Regions from separate parts of the Anas platyrhynchos genome. Here region 2 is linked to region 1. The links are chromatin contacts, called in public Hi-C maps. All regions are on one chromosome and are shown on one strand. Each heading gives the region's core, a stretch centred on a gene start, on an enhancer-like site or on the middle of the called end of the contact. The rest is flanking DNA. Distances are from core to core; before and after follow the strand shown. Region 1 overlaps MAMLD1 (mastermind like domain containing 1). Region 2 overlaps MAMLD1 (mastermind like domain containing 1).

Evidence for each region. A called contact is a pair of places that touch in the nucleus more often than the background predicts.
Region 2: a contact with region 1 is called in a Hi-C map of skeletal muscle, with 3 times the contacts expected there. The contact joins two enhancer-like sites. A contact is called at or near these places in 3 of 8 Hi-C or Micro-C datasets (liver, skeletal muscle and subcutaneous adipose tissue).

The regions. Positions count from the first base shown.
Region 1 is chr10:10,544,225-10,546,927 of IASCAAS_PekinDuck_T2T, reverse strand. The region is part of intron 3 of MAMLD1 (mastermind like domain containing 1); the gene reads left to right. Among named protein-coding and RNA genes, the nearest start is that of MTM1, 20 kb to the right of the region's middle. Within about 2 kb of position 1,372, at least 5 of the 8 cell types and tissues checked have an H3K27ac peak or open chromatin away from gene starts, as enhancers often do.
Region 2 is chr10:10,750,304-10,753,003 of IASCAAS_PekinDuck_T2T, reverse strand. All of the region lies in intron 2 of MAMLD1 (mastermind like domain containing 1), which reads left to right. Among named protein-coding and RNA genes, the nearest start is that of MAMLD1, 42 kb to the left of the region's middle. Within about 2 kb of position 1,338, at least 1 of the 8 cell types and tissues checked has an H3K27ac peak or open chromatin away from gene starts, as enhancers often do.

The sequences.
Region 1 (2,703 bases), core at 123-2,622:
GCAGCTTATTTCTTATAAAGCAAATGTGCTTTTCCAAGAGCCATTTTGGTGCAGATAACTGTCTTTTCAACACTGGACAAATGACTCTGTCTAGCAGCCTGCAGTCCCCTTCATGCCCTCGCTGAAATAAATTGTACATCTCCAATAGCTCTGGGCTTAAGTCAATACAATTTAACATGTACATTTCTTTGTTATATTCTTTAGAGTTGCACTGTAAGAGCAGATGGGAAAGTTTGATAATGATAAATGAGTATACTGTTTTCACGCAGTCCTAAAAAACAATGAATGCTCTTTATTAAAGATTAGAGGGATTGTTACATATTTGCCAAAGAGAGATTAAAGCTCCAGCTCAGATCCTCAGAAAGTCTTGCTTTTAAATCCTTTTTGGACTGTTTGTTAATGAGGATTCAGAGGAATTAGGGGCCATAAATTTCTTTATTCTCACTTAAGTGAAGCCACAGAAGTGATTACTGGATGTATAACTAAGTGGTAAGGACTGGAGTTTATCAGCTGTGTTCACGCAGAGCAATTCATCTCCGTGCTTATTTACTGCAGTTGTGCATCTCGTGTGGGATGTGATGAGGCTGGGCAGGTCGGGCTCAGCAGCAAAGGATTTTAGAAGGATGTAGATGCAGAAATACACGCGGTAGGTCCCAGAGGGACTGTTTGCACACTTTGCATTAAGTGTGTGCCTGAATGTCTTTTTTGGCCCGGCCCCGTGCTGGCTGCAGTCGGGCACAGCCATTTGCAGCAGTCCCAGCAGTGTGCCATGTGCGCCCCGGGGCTGTCGGGCAGGACGGGTCTCACCGCTGTGTGCTTATGCTCCTGCAAACCTGCACCTAGTGCTTTTCTCCTTGCTCTGTGCTTGGGGTGGTAGCCCCGGTGCCTTCCCGAATGGAGCTGCCCATCTGGGAAGCCCCCACATAGGGCAGGGGCTTGGAGGCGCTGCCAACAGTTCAGCCAGCAACACCAGCACATGCTCCTAAACGCACAGCCCTAAACCCCACGCTGGGTAGCCTGCTGCTGGGCTGGGCTACTGCTGATTTCTGGTTTTGTTAGGGGGTTTTTGAGGGGGAAAATGACCCCCCCCAAAAAAGCCAACATGCAAACGCAATTATTTTAGATATCAAAGACTAAGAATCCCCTGCAGACACCTGCAAGTCCCCATCCCGGCATTGACACCAGAACCCTCCTCTCTCCGCTCTCTTTGGGGTTTGAAATGGGAGAGTCCAAACTATAGACAAGTTAAGACTCTGGCATGTTTGGCTTGGCCTCGCTATGGGAAAAGTGACTTTTCTAGGGGAGTGATGAAAAGGAAAAATGCTTAAAGTTCATTAACCTTTGGTACAGATAGCAGCGTCCTTTAGACTACACCAGAGCTATTCTTAGCCGTGACGTTGACACGGGTGGTTCTCGTTGTAAGGGAATACAGCAGTTCCCACTAGCGGTGAAAGGAGGAAAAGAGAACTTTTTTTTTTTTTTTGGATTAACCTACATGTGAACTGTAGACAGAAAGATTTTGAATTCATTCCTTGTCTTCCCATCTAGGCTATTTTGTCCTAATTTCCCCCAAGGCAAAATTTGTATCTATAGATTGTTTCTTTACCAGCTAATGAAGTGTTATACAACTTTGCTCTGAAAAACTCAGGAGCCCATTCTCTGTATTGGCAAATAAACTTCGCTGATTGTCATTATTTGCTATAGGATGCCTGCAGAAAATCCCATACAATTAAGCTGTTGTATTGCCACAGCACAAGAGCCACAATTAGTGGTGTGATTTACACTTCTTTAGCATTAATAATATGGAAAAATCAACATTAGTTTCTTGATGATGTTTAGGAAGAATTGGAACGAGGTGGACATGATTAGGAAAAGAGCCTTTAATGTTACGACTTGGTAATGCAATAGCCCTGAGCTAGACATCAGAATGATCGCCCTTGCACTAAACTCATTTGCTTCAGTAAGCACAGACCCTCTGCACGCAACAAGACAAGTTGGGAGGAAATTGGATAGATGGCAGGGATTTTGGTGGTATGAACATTTCAGTGTCTTTCATGTGCAGAGTACACAAACTGAATCCCTGCACTTTCAAATATTCCCCTAGAGGCAATCTGCATTATTCAGAGCTTAACCGTGGCTGCAGAACACTGTCTGACATGAAAGCAGAACGCTAGCTTTACATGAACTTTCATATTTACAACTGTAGTAAATCATATTTACTTTTTTCCTCCCCTCTTTTTTTTTTTTTTCTTTTGGAGAGAGGGAATAAAATGGGTAGGAGGGGAGAAGGAGGAGGAGAGGTGTCCGGCAGAATTGTAAGCAAAGCACCACTAATAAAGCCCGGTCTTATGAGACTGCCCATGAATGGGAATGATAATGAGCGGTGATGAGCTGCAGGTTTGTGTCTTTTAGTAAATTATCTAGCGGGCATTTACATTTCATCAATTGGGCTTTTGCATAATAGGCCAAAGTGCTACAACAAAAGGAGGCACCATAAAAATGAGTAATTTCGGTGGCCTTCTTGGTAATGGCTCTCACCAGGAGGATCTGGGCAGGTGGAGGGTCCTGCCTCGTGGCGAGCTGCTGGGGAAAGGCGCCCCAGGCGCAGGCACCAAACGCCTCCCAGCGCCTTCTGAAGCACGGCTTGTATCCTGTTTTCTCCATCTGAGCATGCTTCTAATTGTCAGATGTCAAAAGGCAACA
Region 2 (2,700 bases), core at 89-2,588, 210 kb before region 1:
AAAGCCATTAGATGGTGCCATGCTGTAACCAGAATTTTCTTTGTATGCTTAAAACTAGCTGAATGTTTTATCTGGCATGATCTTAAATGACTAAACCTATTCTTCTGGCGCATTGACTTGTATTGGTCAGCCTTAGTCATTATGCTCAAAACCCAGACAATAAATTAAATCTGTAGATTTTTTTTTTTATTTGTTTCAATGAGAAGACTGCACCATCCTGAAAATTCAACAAAAGAGAAGGCAATGGCAGGACAGATTTACTGCCCCTTTTGCAGTTGAAAGCAGTGTGCAATCTAAATGATTTACTTGTTTGCTAGCCCTGCATGGTGCTGTCTCCTGGGTTATCATTCACCTAAATGGCCAATGTAGTACAATGAAAATGATAGTGCGGTTACAAATTCACAGCAATTTACTGGTTAGAATCTGAAACTGGTAAATTATTTAATTTCCATTTTTTCAGTTACTGTTCAAGGTTGAAAACTTGGACATGGAATGTTAAAAAATAGAAAAGAATTTAGCAGCTCAGGAAGCTTGTAAAACTGTGGTGATAAAATAGTGGGTTTATTGTGTATATAAACGTAATATACTTAGGCATTTGTACAGCATTTGACTTACTACTGTGTGACATTCTGATAAAAACAAATAAATAAATAAACACTCTACAATATCTGTAAAGCCCACCTTAAATGGATTAAGTGCTACTTACTGACAGATGTTAAAAAGTGGTTGTTATTGGGACATCATCATTTCAGTGGGACTGTTTTTACTGTGGTTACGTGGGGAATCGAAGGAGGCCCAGCTCCCTATGTTTTCACATGTGAACAACAGGGGGTAAAATCATTGCTAGTATCTATGGCTGACATAAAAATTGGCAGGTCATGATCTGGTCAGGGCACCCATGAAGGGGAATCTGGGCTGCTCAGAGCTCAGCCTGTGCAAACAAATCTCTCTGTTCATGTTAGTGCGGACAAATGCAGAGTTATAAAGCTGTGTATTTAGGAATGGGGAGAGCAAGCTTTACAGAGATGGGGGCTGTATTCTGAGAAGTGAAAATTGGAAGTTATCCATAAGTGAAGTATAGTAATAATACTAAGACACCACAAGTCCTTGGTGTTCTTGATGGAGGGTTCTGCCCTGGCGTGATGACTGCCCACGTCCCGGTGATGTTCAGCGATGTGCTGACTGCGTGTCCCCTTGGGCAAAGCCATAGAAGCCCAGCTGCAGCGGGGTGCGTTCCTGTGGCAGGGCACCACGTAGGTGCCTTCTGCAGGGATCTGGTCAAAACCCAGCCCTGTCAGCCAGCAGACTCCCACTGACTGCCAAACATTTGCACCAAGGTCTGGTGAAGCTCCTGAAACTCATTCAGAAGTGGCAGTTTGGGTTTTTCACATGTTCTGAAGTTAATCCAGAATGCAGGCATCAGTGGTTTTTTTTCCAGCAAAGGGGTAACCTGCAGATCATGGCTTTTGTGTTTGTTTAACAGCTACTGTAAACTTTTGTTTTTGAGTTTTCTTTCTATCTTCCTTGGACCGGCACTGAGACAGTTACTCCTATCTTTTCTTTCTTGCTACTTCATATCCTATGTAGGACAGAGGAAATTCAAGGTACCATTGTTAGGCTTTATTCCCTTAAAACTCTAAGATAATAAAGCTTTTAATAGATCAATCTCAAACTTTTTTTTTTCCTTGTTTGGCTACCAAATAAATAAATAAAGTTCCTCAGAAAAATGAAGATAGCTCTTAAAACGAGAGAAGGGAAAGAAGGACCTGGTCAAGTTGTGGAGTGCCTGTATTAACTCAAAGCCTTCCACCTCCGAGGCCTTGCCTCAGAAACAATTCAGAGCAGGCAGAATGAGCTCGCCCTGCTCAACCAGCTTCTGAGAAGACACCTGCCCAGTGACCAAACCAGCCCGGGGCCTGGCCCAGTTTTTGGCCAGGGGCAGCCTGCCCTGCAGGGCGACTGAGCAGCAGGAGGGTAAGGCCGCAGGAGCTCAGACCAGCACCGTGGCAGCAGGAACACAGGGAAATCACCGCGAGGGCCACCCACTGAGGCTGGCAGGCTGGGCCAGCACCTCCCCAAAGCACTGAGAGCCCTGGCAGCGTTTGTCAAGCGTTGGTCTTCCCTGCTGGTGCATAACCACACAATGGTGGCGATAATCTAGATCACACTAACCAAATGGCTATTTCTGATGGAAATTTGCACCTCTGCCTTGTTTTGTGCTTAGGCAGCAGGCATTACGGGGGGTGAGGTGTTATGATGCGTAATGTTGACCAGCAATTAATGTTTGGTGTTTTAAACCTTAAAGCCTAAGATACATCAGAAAACAGTATTCATAATTTCAAAGGGCCCATTTCTACACACTGTGGGTGATCTAGAACATGGGGATTGGTTGTATTCCTCTAGCAGCTTACATTCCCCACATAAGAGCAGAAGAGGATTACATCAGGAGGTTCTCATCCTTATAGTTTGCAAGATCTTAAGCAGAATGAGGAAGTGCATTAGAATAATCACGTTACGTTTAGAGGAATGTCATGTGATTACTCTAACAAAATTTGTGCTATGGTTGCCTTCACTGCTCAAAATCTGCTTGCTTGAGACACTAGAGTAGTGTCTGCTAGTCACTGCAAAATCCTACCAAATAAAGGCTAAAATTTTACCTCAGCTGACACCAGTTAGTGCAGCAGATGCGGCAGAATCACT